Regions from separate parts of the Columba livia genome. Here region 2 is linked to region 1. Evidence: chromatin contacts called from public Hi-C data. All regions are on one chromosome and are shown on one strand. The core of a region is the stretch at or near the end of the contact, and the rest is flanking DNA. Distances in the headings are between cores, read along the strand shown.

What was found. Hi-C and Micro-C count contacts between places; a contact is called where the count stands out from the background.
Region 2: a Hi-C map of liver shows a contact between it and region 1, with 2.2 times the contacts expected there. The contact joins the promoter of STOM here to the enhancer-like site in region 1. A contact is called at or near these places in 2 of 2 Hi-C or Micro-C datasets (crop and liver).

Annotation. Positions count from the first base shown.
Region 1 is chr19:2,033,562-2,040,868 of bColLiv1.pat.W.v2, forward strand. All of the region lies in intron 1 of DAB2IP (DAB2 interacting protein), which reads right to left. Among named protein-coding and RNA genes, the nearest start is that of DAB2IP, 30 kb to the right of the region's middle. Within about 2 kb of position 5,015, at least 1 of the 3 cell types and tissues checked has an H3K27ac peak away from gene starts, as active enhancers do.
Region 2 is chr19:2,090,546-2,097,935 of bColLiv1.pat.W.v2, forward strand. STOM (stomatin) reads left to right here and starts at 4,751. Exons shown (of 7, transcript XM_065035541.1): 1 at 4,751-4,981; 2 at 6,894-6,997. The coding sequence starts at 4,933.

The DNA of each region.
Region 1 (7,307 bases), core at 3,765-6,264:
TTGATCTGAGGACTTAAACACACAGTATCGCAGGACACAATTTGCTGTCCCAAAGTCTTCAACTTGTTATGAACTTAAAACGTCTGAATCTTTCTTCTATGACACAGAGGCCTGAAAATCTGCAGTAACAGGGTATTAAATGAGGATTATATCGCAGGCATCCTGGATGTGAGAAGGGACTCCCTGGGCAAGCGAGGAAAGGCACATTGCCCAGCAGCAGAAAGGGCCATCGCTGGTTCTGCGCCATTGCCAGCACCCAACGCAATGCCAATGAGCAATAAGAGATTGTCTAATACTGTTGGACAGCTGGATCAGCCAGGCCCACCTAAGTGTATCCCCTGGCCCTTCAGAAGCTCTTGAAAATCTCAAAATTGGACTGGAAAAGGCCCAGAAGTCACTTGGAGCAGGACTGCGGCCGTTCTGACAGCAATTCCTCATCTACCGTTCTCCTCATTGATGGCATTTTTCCTGTACTTTTCTAAACCCGCTCAATGGTAACCGGGCATTTCCACTCGCACCCTTGTTGTATTTCCACCCTGCACGGAGCAGAACCTGCACGTTGCTCCCGGTTCTTTTGCATGAACACGACTGAATGTCCCCACAGCAACTGCTCCGTGTCCACGGCTCATCCACCTCATGCAACCACAAAGCAAAAGAAACCCACAGAAGTGCTTTCTGCTTTTCCAAATATTTACAGAGGGCTGCAATGTGTTGGGTTTTTCCCCGCTGCAGGATACGATCTTCAAAGAGAACCTTCCTTGAAATCATCAGACCTCTGAAAGCTCCTCCACATTATCACACGTGGCTGCGTCCAAAATGCTGCTTGCTGTGGGCTGCACCAGGATTTTTTGTTTTAAGCTGTCAGGGTCGAGAGTGTCCCACTGAAATCACTGCCAACAGGACACCACTGCAAACCCTGCACGTTCATTTAGGACCCAGGGCTTATGAGCATTTCTGAAACTATTCTTGTACAGCAATAAACACGTTTGTTTTGTTAACTAATTCAAGGCATTTGAACTGACAGAATAATCAGTCCCCAGCACGCTCTTCCACGTCTGTTGTCCATGCTGCAGAACAGTTACTAAGCAGGGCAGCAACCCCCCAGGGCTGCGAGCGCTCCTGTTTAACCCACTCGGCATCGCCGCCTTGGCTGCGACTCCGCAGACGCTGCTACGGAGCAGGTCGTGATGTGTCACAAACACACGAACAAATATTAATACTGTTTACTTTTCACTTAGCAAGTGCGATGTTTTTGCATTTGCATCACCTGCTCTTGTGAATCACAGCTAGCAAAGAGATCATCGGGATTACGCTCTCATTAGTGGGGACGAAATACATTAACTCCTGTTTGTTCACGCTCTTCCCCCTCTCCTGATCTCCTCTCACACGCGGCTCCGGGATCAGCCCGTGGAAGAGACAGTACGAACACAAGCAGAGCACCAGCTGGAAGGGATCACGACCAAGCAAGTCGATCTGAGATTAAACTGTTCCAACTTCAAACAAGACAGGGAGGTACAGAGCGGAGTGAGCGTCAGAGAAGTCAGCAATGAGAAAACATCTCCCTCGACTCACCAAAAAGACGCCGCGCCCGTCAGCGACACACACGCCATGGCAGCGCGAGCAAGGCGGGAGGGAGAGCAGCGGAGCTGGCGGCTTCATCAGCGGCAGCGAGCGAGAGGGGAACGGCCGGAACGCCAGGGCAGCGCCGAGGGAGAGGAGAGTCCCGGGACAACCAGAGTGCACCAGACCCTCCGCCTGGAACAGACAACTAAGAGCGCATCGGAACCCAAAGCTGGTGGGACGGCCCCGCGCAGCCCGGGTGCTGCTCGCCTGGGCGCCCCATCTCCCCGGGGTGGAGTTTCTGCGAAACCAGAGGGAACAGGAATTACCGGTCTCCTGAGCGAGCAATTACACTCCGTGAATTAAATTTATTGCTTAATGAATTTAGGTGCTATTCCTCTAATTTCGGCATTATCTAATAACTCCTGCCTGCAAACCCGGCGGAGGGGAGGAGGAGGCGCACGGTGACAGAAGTGATTTATTTAGCATGGCACACAGTAGCATTTATGAATTAAAAACAATCCCTGGAGATTAGATATTTGTAGTGTCTGTGTGATTCCAAATACTCAAGAGAGGCTGCAGAAGAATCTGCATTTCAGACAGCTCCAGGTGGCCACATGAGTCCAGGAGGAACGACGGATCTTTAATCCGAATCTAAAGGGGTATTTAGGAGCTGCTATTAGAATAGCGGCACTTTTAAGAAGTGGAATATTACCCTGGGAATAAACAAAGACAGCAAATAATAAATACTGGGTTGAGTCAACTTGCCCCTTCACAAGTCAGGAATAAATCTGAATGGGAAGCAGAGGTGCAGAAATGTCTGAATTCCAGGGGAAAAGGTGAGTTAAGAGCCAAAGCCAAGTTACAGCTGAAGCACCTGTTGAAACCACAAACCTCTGCAGCTCCAGGAACACTGGACATCGAGACATTGCGTGAACCAAAGAGCCTTATGAGAACTGCCTGCAAAACAGAAAACAACTGGCAGAAAACATCAGCCCGCGCTGCTTCCCGACAGCTACAAACGACGACTGTCTCCTCGCAAAGTTGGACTAAGACCTTCTGGAGGAAAAGCTTTTTCTTTGTTAAATAATGATTTGAAGTGACATTGACCTTTGCCATAGCGCGCTGTGCACTTTAATGGATCTCATTTCATCTGTGTGTCAGGTTCCCGGATATCGTGTACTGTGTAGGATTTAATATTCCTCACACTGCTCCTGAGCAAGTGCTATTAATGGCTCTCGAATCCAGTACTGAAAGGAAAGCTGTGCTATTTCTCGGTGTACTTGATATGTATCAATTTCTCTATTTTCTCTAATATTACGCAGTAACTCTTTCCCCAGCAGCATGCTGAGGTGCTTTTTGACGCACACAAGCAGAAACGGGACTTGCTGCCGTTTTTCCTGGGGGGTTTGGCTGGCAGTTCAGCAGCCTCTCCCCTCCTGGAAATCTCCGTTTGGCCTTGCAGCCGTGTGAATGGGCTCCACCATCCCCAGCAGCGGGTCCAGGCAGCGACACTCTGATCCACAAACCCAGCTCCTCACTAGAGGGAGCTGAAGCCCCTTGGCTGGCCCAGGAACCCCCAGCGCTGACCGGGCGAGAGGACCGAGATCCGCGCTGCCCGGAGAAAGCCGCTTGTGACACAGACACAGGGCGCAGGATCTGTCCCTGCCGTTGTTTATCTGCCTGTTTGGCTGATGTTCAGTATCACCGGTGATTTGCAGGACTCTCTGTGTTCTGCGTGCTCCTCTGTACCTTCCACGGCTGCAGAGAGAAGACCCAGCACCACCGGTCGGCAAACGCCTCGGGCTGGCCGAGCTCCTGCTGCGGGTTGGAGCTCAGGGACAGGCACCCGCGGCAAACCTGCCCCGCTGGAGACGGACGGGGAACGGGCTCTTCACCTCAGGACACCGATGAGACGCGTTTGTCAAGAAGAAAATACTCCCAGAGGGCAAAAAGGCAAGAAGAAAATAGCACAAATGGGAAAGGAAAGCTTAGATAATTCTCAATATGAGGAGTCCGAAAATACACACGCTAAATTCTCTGTACTACAAACCTGAAGAAATAGATCTGCATCCAAGAGAAAGACAGAGCGGCAGCTCCCAGACCTGGGGACAGGGTGGGGACAGGGACATCCAGAAAATTAAGCCCCTTTCTAAAAACAAACAGCAAATGACGCCGATTGAGCAGCCTTTATTACGAGCTGCATTCTACTGTCTGCCATTTTTTTAATTAGATATGTGTATATTTATATATATTTGGTATTTTTATTCTTTATCAGTCCCCAAAATAAAACATGTATGATATTTGTCTTTCTTCGGTATGATGTCTAGAGAACAAATTTGTCCTTTGCTAATGGCACCTCATTAGGAGCCGGTTCTCCAGGGTGAAGCGGAAAGCAAGCACAGGCTTAAAAAATACATCAGGAAAAGATGAAATTCTAGCCTGGCTGGGAATCAGATCGTAGAAACTGCTGATACCCCAGTTAAACTGGAAAGCATGACAAAGTGGAGTGGAACATCAGCTCCCTCCTATGCAATGATAAAGACAAGCACCGCGGAGTCTGGAGAACAAGAAGTCAGCTCTGGGGAGATTTAAATGAGGTTCATCCATCATGCTTAACATTTCTGGAAGGATTCGCCCCCGTTCCCGCGCTGCTCTCCTGCAGCTCTTCATCAGCACGGCTGCTGCTCGCGGAGAAACCCCAACATGTCACTGTCACCGCCAACCGAAACCGTCACCTACAGACACCCTTGGAGAAGTAGAAGCGCAGAGCCCCACAGAGCCCCAGGGACAACCCCAGTGCGACCCGACATAGCCCTGGCTGCCATCCGGATGGGTTTCTCTCCTGTCAATGAGGTTCATTCTGTTGGCCAACTGTCCTGACATTCGCGTTGGGGTTTTCTGAACTGCTGACCTGGGCAGGCGCATCCAAACCAGTTCAGAACAGTTTCCTTTGTACGTGGAGTAGCAGTATAGATGAAAACTCGGAGCGGTTTAATTCTTGGCCATGTTTCCTGTCGTGCGTGGTGGCTGCTCTGACAGGTCTGTACTGGCAAAACGCGAATGAAATAAATAAATACTTAATTTATAAGCATGATTCATCGGAGATTTCATCTTCTGCAGCGAAGAAACAGATGTTCTATTGATGGCACTTCATTAGAGAGATAAATGGGGTCACATACATATCTCTGTTCACATCCATCTGCATAATAGACCAAACATTAAGATTTGGAATTCACGCAGTACATGCAGCTCTTACATCAGCCTGAAAGAGCCTTAATGCTCAGAGCCAATTAATCCAAGCTAGATTGCCTGAACACTGAAGGAACTTTAATATTGTTCAAGACAGCAGAAGGTTGGGATTGAAGCCTGGCTGTTTAGAACACAGCTTCTTGGGAAACGCTTAGAGAAGAACAACAGGTTTTAACCAACCACAGAGCAATAATTTTTGGTAGTTACTGCGCAAAATATTGTATCCATCCTGATGAAGCAACTCCAAGACAAAGCTAAAAAGCAGCAGCAACAGGAAAGCCTGAAAACACTGTTCACATGTTGTGAACAACGTTCGCCCCCCCTGGGGAGACTCCTGCGCTCTCACCAATTCCATCTTGGTAGTCACCCAAAATTCAGCTGGTCCTACAAGTAAAGTTATGTACGTGCACACCAAATGTTCTCACTTCAAACAGGCAGCCAGATGAAAACCTGTTCCCATCTAAAGGTATAAAGGTAATAACTGTTGACCTTTGAGTGCTAAAAATGTAAAAGGAAAATATCTTTCATTTAAAACTTGCTCGTTTGGTTACCATGGACACTGCTTAATCATGAAGGATGACTATTACTTGTTACCATAGTAACCAAGAAGCTTAAGAAGCATCCTGTAATTTAACTCCAGATGCCAAATTTTACACCAGTCCACCTATTACCACATTTGGATACTTCAGAACAAGCCCAGGCTTGATTTCCAGCTCTACAAGAAACGCGCTGATGCAGAAGTGCTGTGAGAAATCAAAAATGCAAGCACATAATGTACAAAGGAGGCTTGCACTTCAAATAAATTGGTTTCTTCAAAAAGAAGCATTAAGTGCTCGGCATCTGAGGATGCCTCTTTCAGTGTAAATGTTAATGAAGCAAAACTTTGACCGTCTTTATTCTCGGCGACGTTTCTCAAAGTCTATACAATTGCAGGGCGTGTTTTTCCCCAAAGTGAACGCTTCAGCGCTCGATTTCAGATGAACTGAAGCGCTGCAGCGTGGCCGGGACCCACACAAACTGCAGGCGCGGACCAGGACGCCCAGCCTACCGACCTACAGGAGAAATGTGTCCCTCACGCAAGCAAAAAGCAACGGGCAGGACAAACCTTCCACGTTCAGACATCAAATGTGCTGCTCTAGACAGCCTTGTACAGTGTTTCTGCTTGTTAACAACACCCGCGCCACTCGCCCAGCGTCACCCGTCACCGTAAGGCTTTGCCTTCAGCAGCTTTGGCTGCTCCAGGCCTGGGGACATGGGGCTTCCAGAAATGACCCGTGCTTGACGCCGTATTTTGACCCTCACCAGTTCTATATTGCTTATGAAAGCACAGCTTTCAAAAGTCCATCCATTTTCACATTAGCTGATTTCCAAAGGGGCCTGAGGGAACTTACATTAAAATCCTGCCCCTCCGGCTGTATAAGTCAGGGAAACGAGTAAGGAAGTTCTGGGGTTTGTGTACCTTTATAAATATACATACATACAAACACGCAAGCAATTAATATCTACATTTAAAACACCATCTCCAGTGTTTAGAAGGGAAGCAAAACACCTTTACCTAGTGCATGAGCTGAAAAAGCAAAACTGATAACGGCCAAATATGGAAAGTGACCCAGCTCGTTCCCATCTCTATTGAGAGCGGAGTAAATTAAAGGATTATAGAGTGCCTTCAGTGCAATAACTTAAGGGATTAGTGGCACACTAGAAGACCTTTAAGGGAAATACAGGTTTAAAAGCTTTAAAAGGCAGCTCTGTGTCTAAATTGTTTGGACTGCCACAGCTGTAAGGAGACAAACTGACTCTAATACATAAGAGATCATGAGAAGTCTGCTGAAACCCCTCTAAGCACGCTTTTGGAAGCAATTCTTTTTGGGCCTCAGCCCAGGGTTTTTAACCTCTTTCTCATTTATTACCTGTGGCTTTTAGATAAAACCTCGCTCTGCATTACTTGGGAGCGACTCTGCTACTGCTTTCCTTCCAGAGTAATCAGCCTCTCTTAGCAACGCCGGCAGGGGAAAGTGAGGATATTACCAGAAGGAAAGGACTTAAAATAGAGATAAAGCAAAAGATGAGTCGGTTGGACTCGGTGATCCTGAGGGTCTCTTCCAACTGAAATGATTCTCTGAGCAAAAAGAGACACCAGTCAATCTTGGAATTGCCTCAGAGCTGCTGGTACCATTCCCAGATTTCTGTCACAGCATTAAATGAGCTGTTCCTTCAATAGCAAAAAGTTACTCTTAAGCAGTATTGACAATGTCACAATTTTATCAAGACTGTTGTCGTATTTATTCACCTCTTGAAGACGCAGCTTCTGGGACCACAGGACATTCGGGCATGGGACTATGGCCACGATTTTAGAGAAAGAACATGGGAGTCAAAACTCCTGAGTTCTCTTCTTACCTTGGGGCAAAAGGAAAGTCTCCAAACAACTCCGAGCTCTGGGGTTTGTGCCACTGCTCGATAATTGACCATCCATGGGATTTCCTGCACGTTATCCC
Region 2 (7,390 bases), core at 3,501-6,000, 57 kb after region 1:
GTTCATAAACTTTCAGCTTTACTTAATGCTAGATTTTCAAAAAAGCCAATTAACTCTTTCATTATTTAGTGATTTAGTGCTCTTCCAGTCTTTTGTGCTGATGTTAAATAAAGTGCAGCCAGATACAGCACGTGCAAATATGGAAAACAAGGAAAATAATTACCACCACACGCACTGTTTTGCAGCCTATTAACACAACTAATACCACCCTACTGCCCCAGCTCAGAGCCAATTTTGTCCTGAATAACAGCTGCAGTAATACAAACGTTTGTCCATATTTCCACAGAGTTTCATTTAGTTCTTTTATGAATCCAATATAGTTGAATCACTGCTGGAATGTATTTGCAATAGAAAATGTCCTCAGAGGCTTTGTTACTTTTGTCATCAGACGTAGATTATACTGTTTGTCCTGAAATGATTTCATTGTCTTATACAGTTATTCTATTTTAAAACACAGAACTACTAAACACACAAATAGAGTGAAATGTACTGCACTTTGCTATCTATTTTTTTCAGTAATATAGTGTGTTATTCTACAACTAACTCTTTCAAGCGTGCCAGTGTCTGGGAATGCAGTTCTGCTCTTAAATTCCAGGGATGCAGTAGTTATGGGTGCTAAGACCTCCAGGCCATCTCAATGTGAGACAAACTCATCATCTGGGTGACATACTGCAGGAGGATTTCTCCCAAGAGCGGGTGACATTCCATTGCTGCTTTAAGGCACCTTAATGACTTTGACTTGTTCTAGTAAGTCAGCTTCTTTTTTGTATTACCTAAGGCATTTTCTGTTTTGTTAAACACAGATTTTCTCTTTTGCCAAAACCAGAGAAGCAAAGAAATCATTATATTGAAAAATCAAAAAGAGCACTGCCTGGCCAGGTGTATTCTGGGTAAGAGCAGAAATGACAAGTAAAACCCTTACACACATGAGCAGCATATGAAATGGCAGAGGGAACAGGAAAACGGTTTCGCAAGAAACTGATCTGAGCGTATGGGGAAATTTGCAACTGTTAATCCCTTTATGTTTTTTTCTGATGGTTCCTTCCGGTCCCTGCGTCCCTGTCCCCACAGCGTCCCCCCAAAGGTGAGGAGCAGCAGGTGGTCCCAACCCGGCCCAGCGCCACGGGGGGATCTCACGCTGCTCGCGGGTCACGAAAACTCAGCCTCCAGCCCTCCAAACAGCAAGTGCACTTCAGGAAAAGTGAACTATTTCCCATTATTCTCTGTAAGGAAATATCGTCAGCAAAGAGAGTTTAGATTGACTTTGATTTGTATTTGTGGACCCACATATCCCTTAACAGTATGTATAGGAGGATTTACAGGAGTTAGTTTCGTAGAGTGGAAACAACATAAATATAACGAACCTCCCAAGCAGAAAGATACTTTAAATAATGTATCTTGTAATGTGAGAAAAATTATTCTATTTACAGAAACCCGGTTTTGAAACATTCCCATTTTTGGATTATTGATTCCAACATACACATATTCTAATTCCACTGAAAACAAACAACCCCATGATACAAAAATAGGCAACTAAACGAAAGGCAGATTCTTGCAATGCGGGAAACGTTTGTTGCACGAGCATCCTGGTTTTGATTACTTCTCCATGTTGTAGGATACACTGATTCAAAGCAGAGTTTTTCAGCATTATCATTATGGACTATAACTTACTTCTAGAAAGGGTTTAAAGCAAAGGCTGAGGTGACAAAACACAATATACAGAACACCTGGTTCAAACGAGCCTGTCATTGGGAGCAGCTGTGGTTAATCTCATGCTGACATCTAACGGCAGCTTTGAATACTGCTTGTGGGGTTTTTTTAACTTAAAAAGCCCCTGCACACATTGATAAATAACATGTAGTAAATAAATCTAGTAATGGTCGACTATTTCCCTTCTGAGAGATCACAGAAAGCTGCAAACAAGGGAACAAGAACAGGGGGTTCCGAGGCTGATACAGGCACACGAATGCCCTTTCCCATTCACTGCCTACCAGACACATCGGAACTCAAGGAAAGATTAAATAAACACAGGCTTTACTACAGGGAAATACTGAGGAGTTACTGTTGACAACAGACTCCGTATTTGAAATCAAACTGACTTATGTAAATAATAAAGGCAAAATCCAAGGAAGCTTTTCTTTTCATAAGGCCTAGACATTAATCCATCTTCAAGTCCATTGTTTTCTAGCCACACTAAAATAAAACTCTTTAATTCCTTCATTTATTGAACAAAAGATGAGAAGACACTCAGACACTACTATTCAGTTAAAGTTACATTCCCCATTTTTCTCTTTCTATACTTAGCCTTTTAGTGCTTCAGGAGCCTCCACAGGCTGCAGAACATCTGATGGAACTAACTCAGCTCCCTCGAGGCATCTGGTGTGTGGTAAACGACTTCTGAGTTACTACGACCACCTGTTGCTAATCCTAATGCTTTTCTTCAGTATTTATGGAAAACCTAAAATTGTATTAAATAACACCACTCAGCTGACAGGAAAGGAGAGGGAACATCATTTTCTAGCACTGACCTGTGCAGAGAACAGGAGAGGGCAGCAATAACCCACAGCAGCTTCACCGCAAACACCCAGAGACAGTCAAATAAATGGAATTAGGGCCTATCTGATATGAAACAGAAGGCTTTCTCTTCTTTGAGCAGAATGCCAGCATAAATTTGTACCTAAGGACACAACGTTTTGCTGAGGTGTTGCAGCTTTGGATGAAGTAAGGCTGCCTGCTTCATGAAGGAGGAAGGTCTTGGTCGCATGTTTTTTAATGACAGATCGAATGAATAGGTGCTTCCTCCTCTTTGCTGAAATAAAGTAAACTAATGCAGTACGCTCCATTCAGATTAATCTTAAAAGCACTTAATTATTGGCACCAGCTTAGATTTTTCTAGTGCCAAATTTGCTACAGATGACAAGGTTTCATCAGAGCTTATCTACTCTATGGTTTCACAGAACCTGTGCCTCGCATTTCCAGCACATCCTTCCTCCCTTCCTAATCCCGTTGAGACACTCTAAGCCGCCCATTTGCCAGAAGACCCTAAGGCCAGCAAAAAAGAAAGATAAAACTGCAGACACTCAACTTCCTTACAATATTATGAGCTTCAATACTATATATTCTACTGTGTTCTGATCAAAATTGCACTGTGTGCTCTGACCAGTCATCCGTCTGCATCACGGCAGCCCCTGCTTCAGTCAGATTATACAGCCGATCACTTCATGTGATGCTGCTCTAACATATGATCATCTCCATCCTTTGATCTCTTCCGTTAAGGGACAGGACTACACACACACCTCTGTTCTGATCACGGTAATTAGGTTGTTTAGATTACTTTTGCAAGAGATGAACTCACACAGAACTGTAGACAATACAACAAAATTACAGAGGAATTACTAATATCAGAACAGCAGGTGTCAGCACTCAGAAATGCATTAATAGCAACTGTCCACAAGCACGTAAGTAAAAACAAAGTATAGAAAGGAATTTTAAAAGGTCATAAACTCTCAAGCATCTTGAGACAGATTTATTCTTCATTCCCATGTACTCCTAATCCGATCTGAGATCAGCAGAGTGCGGTAGTGGGAGCTCATGCCAGCGACAGACAGCCTGTTCATTACATATCTCCCTCTCACAGGGAAAGAGCGTTGGTTGTTCACTGATGCTGTTCACAGCCCTTGAAGGAACAGGACGTTTCAGCATTCAGTGCTCCCCGCACACGCATTCCTCTCCATCACCATGCTGCCCAAACAAAATCCTTGCTCCGCTGGTACACAACGGAAAGCAAGATCCAGGCTACCTCCATGGAGGAGTCTAACCACAAAATTATAATACCAACACACATAATAAACCTCTATGTATTCTAGCAGTCTAATACCGCTTTTCATTCATAGGCTGCAATGTGTTTTACAAATAAGTGAGCAATTACACACTGTCAGTACAGCAAAGCAATACAATTAATATAAGTTTGCATGTGCCACTCCCTGCCCATCAATTACCCACATCCCATAGGTGAGCAAAGCCTAAAGAACAGCCACGAACCACCTATAGCCCTCCTAACGCAGCCTGACACGAACTCAACCTTGGAACTTCTTTCAAGTGCGACATTTGTGATCCCTGGTGTGTTACGACCGTGTGTAACGATGTGTTTCTACACACACCTGTTTCTGCACGATGAATCTTGTAGAGAAGCAGCAGAGGTCACAACGTTTGCGTCTTCAAAAAGGGATGAAAGCTCCAAACTCTTCATTGATGTCCTGCAACAGGTCAGGAAGGAAAGCAGCAATGAAACTTGGAGTGAAGTTTTGAAAAGCAATTTTTTGTTTAGGTTTATTGTAATTCCCTGCCCGTTTTGGGCACATACTCCAGCATGATCACAGCATTAAATATGGCATGTAACAGCACGCAATAACCACTCACATGGAGCTGTTAACAGGCAAGTCTTATCAGTTTGAATACTACTTCTTATTCTTTTATTTCACACCACACTTCACAAATTACCGACTAACAACTCTCATCTGCATGTGAAACCCCACGAGGCCAGGGCGCGTCTCGAACTCTCTCCGGTGTCCACTCACCTCAGCGCCCCGCTCCGCGCTGCTGCCGCCGCCGCCGCCGTCGTCGTCGTCCTCCCGCTCCAGGCACCGCTCGGGCGGCCCCACGCTGCTGCCTCCCGGGGCCGTCCGGCAGCTGCCGCCCGCCCGGTGGCCCCGCAGCCCCCTCGCCGAGGGGCGAGCGCCCCCGCCACGGCCGCCCCGTCCCATCCCGTCCCGCTCCGGCCCCTCAGGTGCGAGACGCTGCGCGTGGAGAGCACGGCGCGCGCAACCTTCGCGGCCCCGCCCTGTGCTCGCGGGGCGGGGCGGGGCGGGGTAACGGGCGCGCCGGGTAACGGGCGCTCAGCGGCGGCTCCTCAGGGGAACGGCGGCAGCGGCGATGGCGGATCACGAGGCGGAGGGCGCGTCCAAGGCCCGGCGGGGGCAAGGTAACCGGGGAGGGGGGACGCCCTGGGGAGAGGGGCCACCCCGGGGGGCAGTGCCCCGCCGCCGGTCGCTCCCCGCGTGCTCCGAGTCCGGGGCGCTTTCTTTCTCTTTCGGTTTTAATGACGACTTTGTTTAGTCGCTGAGGGAAGTTTGCAGACCCTTCGGTTCTCCCCTCGCGGTTCCCCCCCGCTGTCCGCGATCCCGCCGGGGGGTGCCCGTTGAACGCTCCGCACCGCTGGAAGCAGCGCAGGGGCGGTGCGGGAGCATTGCGGGGAGTTGGCCACAGTTCCGTAACTTGGGGTTTTCTTTTTTTGGTGCGTTTCGTTTTCCTGTACGGTAACTCGGGTCAGCGAGGGGAAAGCTAACGGGATAATGAGGAGCAGAGTCAACAGGAGGAGTCCCCGAGGTGCTGCACCAGTAAATGAGAACGAACAGAACTGCGGGACTGGTTGTTTACACCGTTCGCGCTTTTCGTTTGTGCAGAACATTCCACAGGTGTGACTGGAGGAAGGGATGAAAGTCAATGATGTTTCCTCAAGTTGGACAATGAAGCTATAGTTACTTTTTACTTCTTGGTATTGTTATTTTAGTGGGTTTTGGCCTTTCGGTTGGTAGGTGTGAGTGTAACCCGGGTCAGGAGGTTTTAGAGGTGATGCACTAAAATACCACAACCCTTTCCATCCCAGGAGCTGGAGTGTTCTCCTGTTACCCACGTTGTTCAGAAACGCACTACAGACAATCATGCTTCATTTTACATTTGCTGTTTGCAGCTGGAGAAGGAAATGTATTTATAAGATGGCTCTATATACAAACGTGCTGGCTTGGTAATCTGAGTTGTTGTATAAATAACTGCAGATCCATTTGGGCCCCACGGCGAATGGCACATGCCGGTTCCTGTATCCTTGGACAGGATCTGTGTTACATTCTGTAAATATGTTGTTATTAATACCCAGCAGCGCTCACTCTGATGCTCCCCTTGGGGGGCCTGGCAAGTGGCACTCGATGTGTTACTGGGGTTGTTTCTTCTGTAGTTACCCTGTGATGTGTTGTTTTGGAGGCCAGTTATATTTGTCATAATAAAATATCTACAGAGTAAATGGCATTAGATGTAATTTAAATTATAGATGTAATAATCGTGGCTGTTTCCCATGTGAAATGCTTTCAGAAGCATCCGAAAAGGCATTTAGTTTAAATGGAAAGTAGTATTCCTTGCTATTCCTGGTTGCTAATTAGCGAACAGTTCAGCCCCAGCAGTGGAGTAACAGCCCTCGCTCATTCTCAGCCCATCCTGGGTCTGACGGAGCAGCACGAAAAGGCAGAGGTGTGTGTGGTGCCTCCTGCCCTGTGCTCAGCTCGTCTCCCGGGTACGTGCTGCTGAAATCTGGCGGTTGTTGCGCGGCTGGGGACGGTCCCTTCCTCGCCCGGTCCCTGGAGCCTGGCATGTTTGGCCGGTGTTTGTTTGGTTGTGTAGCCCTGGCAGCAGCAGAGGAACCGCGCTGAAGTGTGTCCCACACCGTCCCAGCCTCCGGCGCTAAGTGCTTATTATAAATTGTTAATACTGTTTGATGATCCAAGGAATAATGTCTTGCTAAAGTAATGGTGACTGTTCTAGTCAGCCTTAAAGGGATGCGAGGCAGATTCAATTAATTTTTTTTTAATATTCTTTCTCCTCGTGGTTTATTTTTTTAAAGAGGCACATAATCTATCACAACCTGAGCAATCCGGGAAGAACAGCCTGTTGATGAGCTTATCCAAGTCCCATGAGTGAGGTGTTCAGATAATCGCAATAAGAAAGCTCATTCCATACACTGTGCGCTTACTCAGTCTCGAAATTTTACGTTATTTGAGTTGTGACTTGGACCTTCACGTTCAACAGGTTTCAAAAACCTGAGAACTGGTGCTCTTTTCTTGCAGATGGCGCTGATACTGGCCTTGGCGTGTGTGGGTGGATCCTGGTGATCACTTCACTGTTTTTCACTATTCTTACATTTCCCATATCAATCTGGATGTGCATAAAGGTAAAACTTTACCGCTAAGCTGGATGAAAACTTGAAGCAATGCAGATGTTTCCTAGTGGCTATTATTGCTCTATATTTTATTTACTTGTTTTAAAAACAAATTAATTCTATTCTTTCTTGAACTAGAGCAGACCCAACATTTCAGTGCATTAGTCTTCAAACTAAGAAAAATAGGTACTGTAACAGTATATAAACTGGTTTGGAAGATCAGGATAATTGCAAGAATACGTAATTACTCCTGAAGGACTGTTTTGTTTTAAGGAGATCTCTCCCTAGGTATGTATGCCTGTAAATATGAAGTATGTAAGTATAAAGATAGAAGTATGTGCGTATCTGTGGCTGTATATGGCAGATTTTAGAGGGTGTGTCATCTGATCTCTTTGAGCTCGATAT